Linked DNA regions of Mus musculus: region 1 is linked to region 2. The links are chromatin contacts, called in public HiChIP or PLAC-seq maps. All regions are on one chromosome and are shown on one strand. Each heading gives the region's core, a stretch centred on a gene start, on an enhancer-like site or on the middle of the called end of the contact. The rest is flanking DNA. Distances are from core to core; before and after follow the strand shown.

Region 1 (6,829 bases), core at 2,356-4,855, 120 kb after region 2:
CCTGCACCTCTGAGTAGAAACAATGCAGATGTAAGGGGGATACAATCTTGCTTTTATTAAATCTGTAATAGGAACAATGTATGTAACACTTGATCTACAGAGCCTTTTCTTCATCAATGAAGTGTGTTGGGGAGGTGATACATCTTATTACAGATAATATATGTAAAGTATCAAGTAGAGGCCTTCACCCAGTGGGCAGTGAGGAAGTGATGGAGGGTGAAGGTTCCTCATGTGCCATTAAGGAACCATTTTGGTACTCTTTCCTAGCATGATAGAAACCTAAATTTCCATATCTGTACGTAAGAAACAGTTACCAGTATCTTTCAAATCATTCTCCTTTAAAATATTAAAAATTTAAAGAACACAGCTCAGGTGAGAAGCCCATTATATTTTTCTTTCGTTTCTTTTTCTCTTTTTCCTCCTCTTCCTCCTCCTCCTCTTCCTCCTCCTCCTCCCCATCCTCCTCCTCCCCATCCTCCTCCTCCCCATCCTCCTCCTCCCCCCTCCTCCTTCTCCCCCCCCTCCTTCTTTTTCTGGTACTCTATCACTGAACCACCCCCCATCCCAATTGCTGTTTTGTTGCCCCAATTTTAGACATTTACCATCACCTGTTGTAGCTTCTCACTCACCTGAAGAGCCCCACAACTTCTTTAAGTGCCTCTTGTAGGCCTCCTACACCTCCATCTGTCTTCCTTGCCCTTATATACACTTTCTGGATTAATATTTGAGTTTTATGACCTAAAGTACTATTTACATGTTACATGTGATATGTAGCAATTTAAAATATTTGGTCTTTGCTGATGCTCTGTGGATGCACAGGGATGTGTGGTATAGTGAGTGGTGTTTATGAAGCTGTCCCTGTGACAGGCACCACATATATTCATACCTTATATCAAGGCTTTGCAGCTTTTGATGGAAATTTATTTATCACCTGAGGACCTTGATACAGTTCAGGGTCCTACTCATTCAGTCTGGGTAGGGCCTGAGAGACTTTTTTTTAAAATTAGATATGTTCTTTATTTACATTTCAAATGTTATCCCCTTTTCTAGTTTTCCCTCCGAAAATCCCCTATCCCCTCCCCCCTTCCCCTGCTCACCAACCCACTCACTCCCACTTCCTGACACTGGCATTCCCCTATACTAGGGCATAGAACCTTCACAGGACCAAGAGCCTCTCCTCCCATTGATGACTGACAAGGCCATACTCTGCTACTTATGTATCTAGAGCCATGAGTCCCACCATGTGTTTTCTTTGATTGGTGGTTTAGTCCCAGGGAGCTCTGGGGGTACTGGTTAGTTCATATTGTTGTTCCTCCTATGGGGCTACAAACCCCATCAGCTCCTTGGGTACTTTCTCTAGCTCTTTCACTGGGACCCTGTACTCAGTCCAATGGATGGCTTTGAGCATCCACTTTTGTATTTGTCAGGCACTGGCAGAGCCTCTTAGGAGATAGCTATATCAGGCTCCTGTCAGGAAGATCTTGTTGGCATCCACAATAGTGTCTGGTTTTGGTGGTTGTTTATGGGATGAATCCCCAGGTGGGACAGTCTCTGGATGGTCATTCCTTCAGTCTCTGCTCCACACTTGTCTCTGTAACTCCTTCCATGGGTATTTTGTTCAGGCCCGAGAGTCTTACAAGGTCCACAGTGATACTCCTGTCTATGTATTCATTCCAAGTACCAAGGCGTACTCTTTTTTTTATTCTGACAACCCAACGTGGCAAGGGTCACTTCCTTCATTTTATAGGTGAAGAAAATGAAGGTTAGAAGAATAGAAGTTGCCCAAGGTTATCAAAAAGCAGCTTAACTTGGATTCTAAATCCAGGTTTGTTTACTGGTCGGTACACATGATCTGGATTTTGGAAATATTTTAACAGTATTAAGGGATGATCTGATGCTACCTAAAATGAAATGCTTGGCTAGTCTTTGCTTTTTCCTTATCATCTTTCCTCTTTTCCAGCGCCACTTCTTCTTATGCAGGACCACATTTTAAATGGCAAGTCATGTGTGTTTTGTTTGTAAAGATCTATAATGAGTAACATGGCTTACAGTACTTGCCTCTTTTTGATGGTTTTGCATTCTGAGTTTTTAGGAAAGTGGTAGTCAACAGCCAACCCCCCCCCCCCAAAAAAAATCACATGGAAAATTCCAGAAAGAAAAAGTATATATATTTTATACATTCTTTCACGATTTATGATTATAATGTTCTATTTTATTGCAACACTGCTGTTGATAATCTTCGTGCCTAGGATGCACTTTACAGTTTCGGTGATACAGTATTGCTAAGGATTGATCCTCCTGTAGTTTCAGGCTTTCAAACCTATTATGGTCTAGGAAACATTGTGCTATTGATGGACTCCACAGTGTGCACAGAGGAAGTTGCTGGGGACGGATGCATGCGAGGAAAGGAAATCCTTAGGCTGATTTATTATTGTTTAAGGCTGGTTGTGTACACAGCAGGCCACGCTTGCTACAGTCACGCATAAAAGAAGCGAACTTCTGTCCCAACAGATCATGTACTTTTTAAAAGTTACGTTTTGTCCTGTTTATAAAATCAATAAGATCCACAATCGAAAATTTGAGCTACAAATATCTAATGAAACAGCAGCAGCAGCAGCAGCAGCAGCAGCAGCAGCAGCAACAACAGATATAAAATCCCACCAAACTAGATTTCAATTAAAAAAAAAAAAAGACTAGCGAAGAGGGCATTTACAGGGAGTTGTCAGAGTTCAGTGAAATAATATATTACTACAAAAAGCTTATACACCCTTTTCGGCTTTGTAGGGCAGTGGGAATAAAAAAGACAGGGAGAACCTTGCCTCAGTATGACAGAGTTGACATGTGTGGGTGTGTGTGGGGGGGAACTTTCCAATTTTCCCCAGGGTTCTCCAAATATGCTGACCCAGTCTCTCAGTGTCTCGGTACTGAAGCGATTTGAGCTCAAACCTGGTGGCAAGTCACTGACGCATGCGCGCTCTTGCCTCTGTGTCACCGGCCAGTTTTCTTTTTTTCTCAGGCAGGATTTTGAAGATCAGCAAAAGGCGCTGGACTGCTTTAGTGAACAGTTCCAAGCCTGGGAGATATGCAAAACCTACTTCTTTCCCTCTACCTAGGCTGAAGCTGCAATTGTCCCCACGTCACGCACTTTCAAGGTGTCAAAACATTCTCAGAAGAAACTGACTTTCAGGAAGGGGCTGAGGATGGACCTGGAGGAGGCGGGACCAGGGGCCGATCACAAACTTTCCATGCTGCGTTCTCCAGCTGCGCGTAGTGCACATCTCATTTCTCCAGGCTCCCTGTGTCCCAGTTAAGCCTTGGCTCCTCTGAGACCCTCTTAATTTAAATCGCATTCATTGTTCAGGGTGTCCCCGGGGACACCCCTGCGAATCTCAGTGTTCAGCCACACTTCCTAGGAAGCCGCGCCGATGGGCTAATCCCTGGACGCCCCGGGGTTGTGCAAGCTCCACTCATCCGAGGGTTCACGGGCGGGCGGGGGCGCCGGGATCCCCTTTGTGGCCGCCGCCCCAACTCGGCCCGCTCCTCCCCCCAGCCGCCCCGCCCTCAGCCCCGGACCCCCAGCCAGGGCGGCGGGCACGCTCGCACCCGCGCCTCCGGGGACTCGCGGACCGCACAGACCGGCCAGGCGCGCTGGGCATGCTCAGTCGCGGGGCGCCAGGCTCGCCAGTCGGAAGCCAGTGCTCAGCGGAGCCGGCCGGGGCGCACCGAGAGCGCGCGGCACTCGCTGCTGCAGCGGCGGCCGGGCCGCGGCGCATCCGGGCGGGGACCCGAGGCGAGTCCCACGCGGCGTCCCCGAGCCGCCGGCAGCGGCGCCCGCTCCAGAAAGGCAAAGCGAACCAGGGGCCATCAGCGCGACTGGCGTCGGCGGGGCTCTGACGCTCCGCGGCGGCCACCTCAGAGTCGCTGCCCGCCCCGGCCGGGCCGGGTCCGGGAGCCGTCGGACATGGAGCCGTGGAAGCAGTGCGCTCAGTGGCTCATCCACAGCAAGGTGCTGCCCCCCAACCATCGGGTGACCTGGGACTCGGCGCAGGTGTTCGACCTGGCGCAGACCCTTCGCGATGGAGTCCTGCTCTGCCAGCTGCTCAACAACCTGCGGCCACACTCCATCAATCTGAAGGAGATCAACCTGAGGCCCCAGATGTCCCAGGTATGGAGGCCACCCCGCGACCCCGCTGCCCGTCAGAGGCTCCCATTAATCATCCGGATAATTTCTTTGTGTAAATGCAAACATCTAGGTGCGCTCCGCTTTGCCCTGCCTCTCAGTTCTCAGCTTGGGGGCTTTTCCTCACTTGCCTTGAAATGACTTAGCTTCTAAGCAGAACTAATAAAGCCTTGCGTCGGGAGATGGTGTATGGAATCCTAAAGGTTTCTGGGAGGCGGGAAGAAATAAGTTATCCTAGGGCGCGTTTCACCTTTCTGCCCCCCCCCCCCGTGTGTGTGTGTGTGTGTGTGTGTGTGTGTGATAACAAAGAGGGAGTCGGCTCTAAAATAACAATGAGAAGGGATGAGATGAAGCGGTGGGGTTAATTTTGCTTTGACTTATTTTTTGCTTTCATTTGGTCCTCACGTTCTGGAAAGAGGAACTGTGCCATAGATGAGGACTCTAGGAAGTGGAGGGCGTTTGGTACCGTTATCTGCTCAGAGGAAATAAACCAAGAGGGACACAGAGAGCCTTCCTGAAGTTCCCCACCCCGCCCCCTAAGCCCGTGGCCTGTTAGCAAACTGGAAGGTTGTGTTTATAGCTTGTCTGAAAACGTAAGGGGAGCCAGCCCAGCCTCCCTCACCGGTGGCAGGAAGTGAGAAGTTTTGCTGGAGACTCTGCTTTTTTTCATTGGGTCTTGCGATCAGGTAGCTTGGAGGCACTTGGGCTTCTGTGGCCTTAGCTTGGAGATACCTCTTTGAGGGTTCTGATTAAAATCCAGTCCTGGAAGGCACAGAAAGCAGTGGGTTCCTCAGAGACAGCTCAAAAAGCCACATGCAGCCCAGTGCTGCTTATTTTTTGGGCCGGTCGGAAAGTTTCTGTTAAAAGGATGTTCAACACAACTCAGAACTTCTATTTTCTCTTTCACACGCACACGCACATGCACACGAAAAGAAAAAGAAATGTTTCAACTTAAAAGGGGAAGGAAAGAGACCTTTTAGTGACATATTTTAGCACTAGCCCTGTATGATTCAGAGACTTACCACTTACCCAGAGCTGTGTCCTTGCAGAAAAAAGTGATCTTATGCAGTTTAATAATCTCATAATTAAAGCAGGAACTCCCACACTCTGCCCTGGTTGTCAGTATTTCATCAGGGTCGATCCTCACTTCAAATTCTGTGTCCCCTGTTGGTAAGCAGTCTCCAAGGAAAAAAAAAAGCAGATATATAAGTATTGAGTGCCATATGTGTTTACAATAAGGATCAATTATTTTAGACTCTCTTAGAAACCTGAATGATGGGTGATTGCTAATTCTGTGGACTTGCCCACAATTGTGGCAACCATAGATAGTCCTGTGGAGGGCTTCAGTGGTTGTTTCTGTACTGTCTGAGTTAACTGTTAGGAGTAAGGTTGTGCCACGCACAGGAGTCACTTGTTAGATCTCCAGTTCCATTTGATCAGTAGTCTCAGTAGCAGCATGAAGTCTTGTGCTTTGATGCCACGTGCTGTGCATATTTCCTCGAAGTTTAGTTTCTGGAACTTTCAGCAGTTACTCATCAAAGTGTTCTTAATAATCAAATTTCTCTCTTCTTTCTTTTTTCCTTCCTTCCTTTCCTTTTCTAACTGCCTGCCTGCCTTCCTTCCTTCCTTCCTTCCTTCCTTCCTTCCTTCCTTCCTTCCTTCCTTCCTTTTTGGATAGCTGGGCATTCTTTGACATTCAAGTCTTTATTTGACTGCTGACAGTGCATGGGATCTTGTCAAGTGGATTCTCCTCTTTCTTCTCTTAAAATGCATTATCTATAATGTAATCAGTTTGATGACTGAAGGTCATTATAAGCATCATTGATGAAAAGGAGCAGGGCATGATTCTCTAAGAATTCTATTTCCTACTGAGGCCACCACAGTGAACATATCAAGATAGTTAGTTGCCCTTAAGGAATTATTACACTGATATCAATAAACCACCAGATTATAGTGAGGTAAGTAGGGCAGTGAACTGACTCTTCATTAGATTTTTCTTTTGAGTTTTTAAGTCAGTCCATCTCTGAGCTCTCTGGTTCCAAACTCAGTGATTTCTCTTGTGATGAACTTGGGGAGAGGGCTTCTTCTCAAACATGGTCCTGAAAAGCTAGTCCTAAGTGTGGGGCATCTGCTTTTATCTCTGTTTTGGCCCCACTACAGAGAGGTTAAGAGCTAGGTATATACATTTGCATAATATAGACTTTCATTATATCATTAAGGGAGACTTAATAAGTGCTTTTGTGAAATAAGGTGTCATATAACATGCCCACAATACTCAGCACATATGTAGTAAATGTTCATTATTAGCAAGATTACCTAAAATGTTATTTTAGGGTATTAGGATACAGTTAAAAATTTAAATCACAAAGACCTACAGGTTCCTTTGTGCTAGCATCTGTAAATATTTCTGCCTCATGTAACTCCCTTGGGAAGGGCCCTGGCTGTTCCTGGTTATGAGTTTCCGTCCCCATCGGCTGTCTTCATAGAGCATGAGGGAGGAAGAAGCTCTAGCCCTGGTGTGCATGGTGTCTCCTGTCCTGGGGCGTTCTCATTTCTTTCTAAGCACCCACTGTCCCTGTTCCCTGACTCCCTCCAGGTCCCCACCTCTTCAGGAAGGGTTTGCTTGGCTTTCTCCCATAAGTTGCATCA
Region 2 (6,415 bases), core at 1,372-3,871:
TGAAACTCTGGCCATTCAATGGGTCTGCTCTTCTGATTGGACTCTGTCAGATATTGGTTATGGAGACAGTAAGAGCAAAATTGCAGTTTCCTGCTTCTTACATTATCTCCAGAATCTAGAGCCATACTTGGGAGTTAGAAAAACACTAAATAGGTGTTTTTGAATAGGAAGTTTTCAAAAGGGAGAGTTAATGGGACTTGACGATTGTAAAAGAGGGAGGATCAACTTATGGATATATATATATACATATATATATATATATATACATACACACATACACACACATATATATACATATATATACATCTATACATATGCATATACCTATATCTATCCATATCTATAATCTATATCTATATATCTATATCCATATATATACTGTTACTGTGAGAAAAAATGAATGTATCACCAGGGTAAAAACAGTGTTTATACCTAGATAGGGAATCTCAGAAGGGACTTATTTTATGAGCATACTCTAAACAAGGCTCTGCTCAGATGATTCTGAGCAGAGTGGTCACATGGCAGCTTTTGTACACTCATGTTGGTGTTCTTAGAGAATGATTTTTTCTCATTTGTATATTACATGGTGTGTATGCATGTTTGCATGTGTGTCAGTGCACATGTGTGTATGTGGTGGGAAATATTAAAAAACGATCTAGCACGTTCCCACCCTGTGCCTCTGCCCTGGCCAGTCATGTACTGGTGGACAGTGGCTGGTCTCAGTGGTGGAGACTGACTCAGAATGCCACAATCTCTCCACCCAGCTCTCTAGGTTCCCACTGGTGGTTGCTACCATGCCAACCCCGTGCTTCACATCCCCTACAGCCTTTGTGGTGCACATCTGGCAAACCCACGTATTGCCACCGTACCTTTCTTGAACCCAGACGAGCCTCTGCATAAAAGAAAACCCAACACAAACTCATTTCAGAAACAATGATAACTCAATCTCTGGGCGCAACAACTAAAACCTAATCTTATAAGCCTTATTAAAATCTGATTCCCCCAGTGGTGAATCCTTGCAGATTCGCCATGATACCAGGAAACTCTAGCAGCTACATCTTACTGCTGTCCCCATTCCAAAAATGAACCTAACTTTCTCCTCTTCCTCTTGTTTCCAGTCCAACCCAGATGTCCTGCCTACTCACCCAGTGATTGGCTTCTTTATTCATTAAGTGATTGGTTCACAAGAACAGCACCAGGCCCATCTACAACATGTGTGTTTGCATGGAGTGCATGTGCAGCCATGAAGTTGATCCTGGATGGTCTTCCTTGATCTCTCTCTACTTTGTTCAATGAGGCAGGGCATGTTGCTGAATGCAAGGCTCACCAATTTTTGCAGTCTAGCTAGCCAGCTTGCCCTGGAGACACCTTGCTTTAGGCTCTTCAGTCCTGGGATTACAGAAGACTACTCTGACTTCCCAGCTTTTCTGTAGGTTCTGCAGATCAGAACTCTGGTTCTCGCTTGCAGGGTAAGCATGTTGTTCCCTGAATCACTTTCCTAGCCTATCAGGAGTTCTTAAAGTCACAGGTTGGACCCCGAGTCAGATAACTATGCAGAAGACAACTGGTTATATCTTGAATGTATTTGATTTGAGAGGACTATGACATATTAAATTCACCTGATACCTCAGGATAAAGATCTGGGATGAAGACGTAGTTTTGGAAATTATCTGCTTAAAAACAATACTTGAAGCAATAAGCGGGATTACAACAGTTTAAATGCAACCAAGGGAACAGACTGGAGCCTTAGAGCCTGACACAATTTAAGTCTGGTGGCAGGGGAGGAGTCTGCAGGGGACACTGAAAAACAGTGGCTAGTGGCATGAGAGGCCAACTGTGGGGGTGTGGCTGAGAGAGGAAATGACTTCAAGAAAGTTACACTAGGAAGTATGACAATAGTCAAAGGTTAGAGATATCCCCAGGTAAGGTAAAGCCAGTGACACATTGGTGAGGAAGTAGAATGCTGTGGGTTGAGGAGTAGACAGGAGATGACAAAATGATGCTTGGGAATGAAAGTGTGTCTAAAGGTGCAGCTGTGAAAGAAAGAGATGGAAGGAAGTGAGTGGGGAGAGTACAAGCTGCAGAAGATGGGTGAAAAGGGATTGTGGGGAGGGGATCTAAAGAAAGACATCCTGAGTGGTAATAAAGGTTGAATGTGGACTTGCAAGTGGCTTGACTGGCTGAGGGAACCAGTTACCCGCTAAGCTAAGTGGAAGCCAGTAGGCAGAAACAGTCTGAGGAGGCATTTCATGTCTGTCAGGTAGCAATGAACATGAAGATAAATCCAGTGCTCATTGTGAAGGATGAAAAGGAGAGATCTGTCTTTTTCCGAAGTTGAACATCTTAAGGGAATCTGAGATCACTCATTCATTCAACATTGAATAGCAGATGCCTATGTTAACAACCCAGAGTATTGGTGGGCCACGACTAGAGGAGACATTTACTGACCCAGAATTCCCAGGTGCTTGCTTGTCTCTTTGCTGTAACCAAATTCCAGACAAGAAGTAGCTTAGGGGAAGAAAGATTTATTTTAGCTCACAATTTCATGGAGGGGGAGTCACAGTGGCTGCCAGTTGGTAGAAACTGTTTGTATAATTTTGGCATTTCCTGGAAGCACAGGCTGTCAGGAAGTGGGCTGGCTATAAATTTCACAATCTTCCAGTGACCTACTTCCTTTATTGAGGATCCATCTCTGAAGATTCCATTAGTTCTCTGAACAGCATCACCACCAGTGTTTAAACACAACAGCTTGTGGGGACTAGTTTACATTTAAACCATAGTGGCTTGAGAGAGAAAATGTGTTTAATGGATAGGCATACTGTATTTGCTCAGTGTTTTCAGTCTCGATGGCACGTGAGGATTTTTGTTGTTTGCTTTCTTAAAGTGCCATGCTAGTCCTAGCCAGTCTGACTCTATCTGAGCCTCTGTGGATAGCACATGAGCACTCATGGTTGTCAAAGTTCCTCAGGGACCCCTAATATGCAGTCAAGTGAATAAAGTACAAATGAGCATAGAGTTGTTGGCATGGGGGATTGCTTTGCTGATGCTGACAAGAGGGATGGATGCTATTTTGGTGGGTATTAATGGCACCTGCTCTTGGCATCAGGGACCTCATAAGGCAGAATAATGCTTAAGAAGGCTACAAGATCTAGAGCAGTGGGTCTTAATCTTCTCAATTCAATGACCATTTAATACAGCACCTCATGTTGTTCATGTTGTTCACCACAGTGACTCCCAAGCATAAAATTATTTCACTAATACTTTGTGTTTTAGTTAGAGTTTTATGACTGTGAACAGACACCATGACCAAGGCAAGTCTTATAAACAAACAAACAAACAAACAAACAAACAGAAAAACATTTAATTGGGGCTGGCTTACAGGTTCAGAGGTTCAGTCCATTATCATCAAGGTGGGAGCATGGCAGTCCAGGCAGGCATGGCGCAGGAGGAGCTGAGAGTTCTATGTCTTCATCCAAAGGCTGCTAGTGGAAGACTGACTTCCAGGCAACTAGAGTGAGGATCTTATACCCACACCTACAGTGACACACCCATTCCAACCATGTCACACCTATTCCAACAAGGCCATACCTTCAGATGGTGCCACTCCCTGGTCCAAGGATATACAAACCATCACACTTTGTAACTGTCTCAAATGAAATGTATTCACTGATAAGTGGATATTAACCCAGAAACTTAGTATAGCGAGATATAAGGTACAATATGTAAAACATATGAAACTGAAGAAGAACGAAGACCAAAGTGTGGACACTTTGCTCATTCTTAGAATTGGAAACAATCACCCATGGAAGGAGTTACAGAGACAAAGTTTGGAGCTGAGACAAAAGGATGGTCCATCTAGAGACTGCCATATCCAGGGATCCATCCCATAATTAGCCTCCAAGCGATGACACCATTGCATACACTAGCAAGCCTTTGTTGCAAGTACGGTGATATAGCTGTCCCTTGTGAGACTAGGCCGGGGCCTAGCAAACACAGAAGTGGATGCTCACAGTCAACTATTGGATGGATCACAGGGCCCCCAATGGAGGAGCTAGAGAAAGTATCCAAGGAGCTAAAGAGATCTGCAACCCTATTGGAGGAACAACAATATGAACTAACCAGTACCCTGGAGCTCTTGACTCCAGCTGCATATGTATCAAAAGATGGCCTAGTTGGCCATCACTGGAAAGAGAGGCCCATTGGTCAGGCAAACATTATATGCCCCAGTACAGGGGAATGCCAGGGCCAGAAAATGGGAATGGGTGGGTAGGGGAGTGTGTGGGGGGGACTTTTGGGGTAGCATTGGAAATGTAATTAAAGAAAATACGTAATAAAAAAAAGAAAAAAAAGAATTATAATGTAAATGTCCGATTTGTAGGATATCTGATAAGCAATCTCCAAAGGGGTTAAGACTCAGGTTGAGAACCACTGGTCTAGAGTGTTCCAACTGTTTACCGTTGAAACTCTTGGCTAGAAGGCAAAGGCAGGGAGGGAGCATCCTAGCATTGTCTGAAATCGGACACCTACGTAGGAGGGTAATGCCCAGGACAGGAGGCAGCCTGCTATGATTTTCCACTGAGTGGTTACAATAACTCTCTGTGTCTTCAGTATGCCTTGAGGAACTGGATCTGTCTTGAGTGGGAAACAGGAAAGGGTTTGAGTTTAGGAAAGCATGATATGTTAGGAATGAAGGAAGGAACTAGGACCTGGAAGATGAAAAAGTTTTGGGTGACCCTGATACTTGTCATGAAGTAGCTAAAAGACTATCAGGTAAAATAGCTTCAAGGTTTACTTTGCTTAGCTCCAGTGTATAGACCAAAGACTTGCTATTTAAGAGACTTCCTCTCCCCTGAAGGAAGACATCTTTGAAAACCCATGTCTACCAAGCATTTGAAGTAGGACATTTGTACTTTTAGAGATGATCAAAGGACTGAGTAGAAAGATTCTTACATGCTCTTATAAGATTATATTTGCAATTTATATAATAGTATGATTATATTTAAGATTCTCTAGTTAAAATTTCTAGAAAATTCCTTAATGTAACCATTAGGATAATTAAATAAAAGAAAACTAAAGGTTCCCTTCATATGCATTAATTATTTCTGGCAAAATGAACTCTTAGATTTCTTTTCTAAAATCTAGTATTATATAGGGAAATATAGATAGTAATATTGAAGTATTCAAGCTGGCATGTTATAAGTAAATATTGAGGTGAGGACCTGTTTCTTTCAATGTGTATATTTATAGCTTAGCACATTAATAAAAATGTTTATGAGCCCTGACATTTTTGGAATAATGTATTAAGCAATACTCCCTGTGTTTTATAGAAGTGGGTCAGTATTTTTACCAGAGGATGGATTTAGGCATGAAGAAATCTTTGGACTTGAAGAAGGTCATAGCTGACGTCATCACTGCAGCCAAGAATAGCCAGCTGTCAAAAGAAGCTCCAAGCCATACAACCCAGAGCCAGGTATGAAAAACCATGATTTTCTTCCCAGCATTTGGGATGTAGATGTGGGGGGATCATATAAGTTCAAGATTTTTCCCAGCTACATAGTGATTTCAAGACCATCTTGGGATACAGGAGGTTCTGCTTGGAAAACCAAACCAAACCAAACCAAACCAAACCAAACCAAACCAAACCAAACCAAACCAAACCAAACCAACAAAATCAACAACATAGAGGTGACTATAGAGGTTGCAAGAAGGATAATCACTAGATAATTGCATGGAATTGAGTGGGAAAATGCTGATAATGGTGAAAGCATTTCCACTACTGTCCAATTTAGGCTTAGATTCTTCAAAGTCTACTTTATTTATGGCTCTTTAATGCTTCAACCTCCCTTCTAGCCCATTGACTAGGGGGAAAAGATGGTTAATAGGACAAAAGAGACTGTGAACCTGTTTGGAAGTAATTCTTTCCAGATGAATTTGAGAATTGCTTTTCCCATGTCTTTGAAGAATTGTGTTGGAATTTTGATGGGGATTGCATTGAATCTGTAAATTGCCTTTGGTAGGATGGCCATTTTTACTATCTTAATTCTGCCAATCCATGAGCATGGGAGATTTCTCCATTTTCTGAGATCATCGATTTCTTTCTTGAGAGACTTAAAGTTATTGTCATACAGATCTTTCACTTGTTTCGTTAGAGTTACTCAAGGATATTTTATATTATTTGTGGCTATTGTGAAGGGAGTTGTTTTTCCAATTTCTTTCTAAGCCTGTTTATCACCTGTATAAAGGAAGGCTACTGACTTATTTGAGTAAGTTTTATATCCAGCCACTTTGCTGAAGTTGCTTGTCAGCTGGAGAATTCACTGGTAGAATTTTTGCAGTATGTATGCTTTCATCTGCAAATAGTGATATCTTTATTTCCTCTTTACCAATTTGTAACCCCTTGATCTCTTTTTGTTGT

Evidence for each region. HiChIP or PLAC-seq counts read pairs in DNA pulled down with a chosen protein or histone mark.
Region 1: an H3K4me3 HiChIP or PLAC-seq map of bone marrow-derived macrophages shows a contact between it and region 2, with 4 times the contacts expected there. The contact joins the promoter of Vav3 here to the enhancer-like site in region 2. A contact is called at or near these places in 13 of 39 promoter capture datasets (3T3-L1-derived adipocytes, the HPC-7 cell line, cranial neural crest and 8 more), 2 of 484 Hi-C or Micro-C datasets (bone marrow-derived macrophages and cerebral cortex), 12 of 115 datasets of contacts at active chromatin or transcription factors (the 230-238 cell line, CD8 T cells, DN3 thymocytes and 8 more) and 4 of 9 other capture datasets (adipose tissue, embryonic stem cells, liver and 1 more).

The regions. Positions count from the first base shown.
Region 1 is chr3:109,337,078-109,343,906 of GRCm38.p6, forward strand. Vav3 (vav 3 oncogene) reads left to right here and starts at 3,606. Exons shown (of 27, transcript NM_020505.2): 1 at 3,606-4,165. The coding sequence starts at 3,962.
Region 2 is chr3:109,213,915-109,220,329 of GRCm38.p6, forward strand. No RefSeq gene overlaps it. Among named protein-coding and RNA genes, the nearest start is that of Slc25a24, 94 kb to the left of the region's middle. Within about 2 kb of position 2,622, at least 9 of the 459 cell types and tissues checked have an H3K27ac peak or open chromatin away from gene starts, as enhancers often do. A contact at or near this core is called in CD8 T cells, acute myeloid leukemia and bone marrow-derived macrophages, where this site is marked.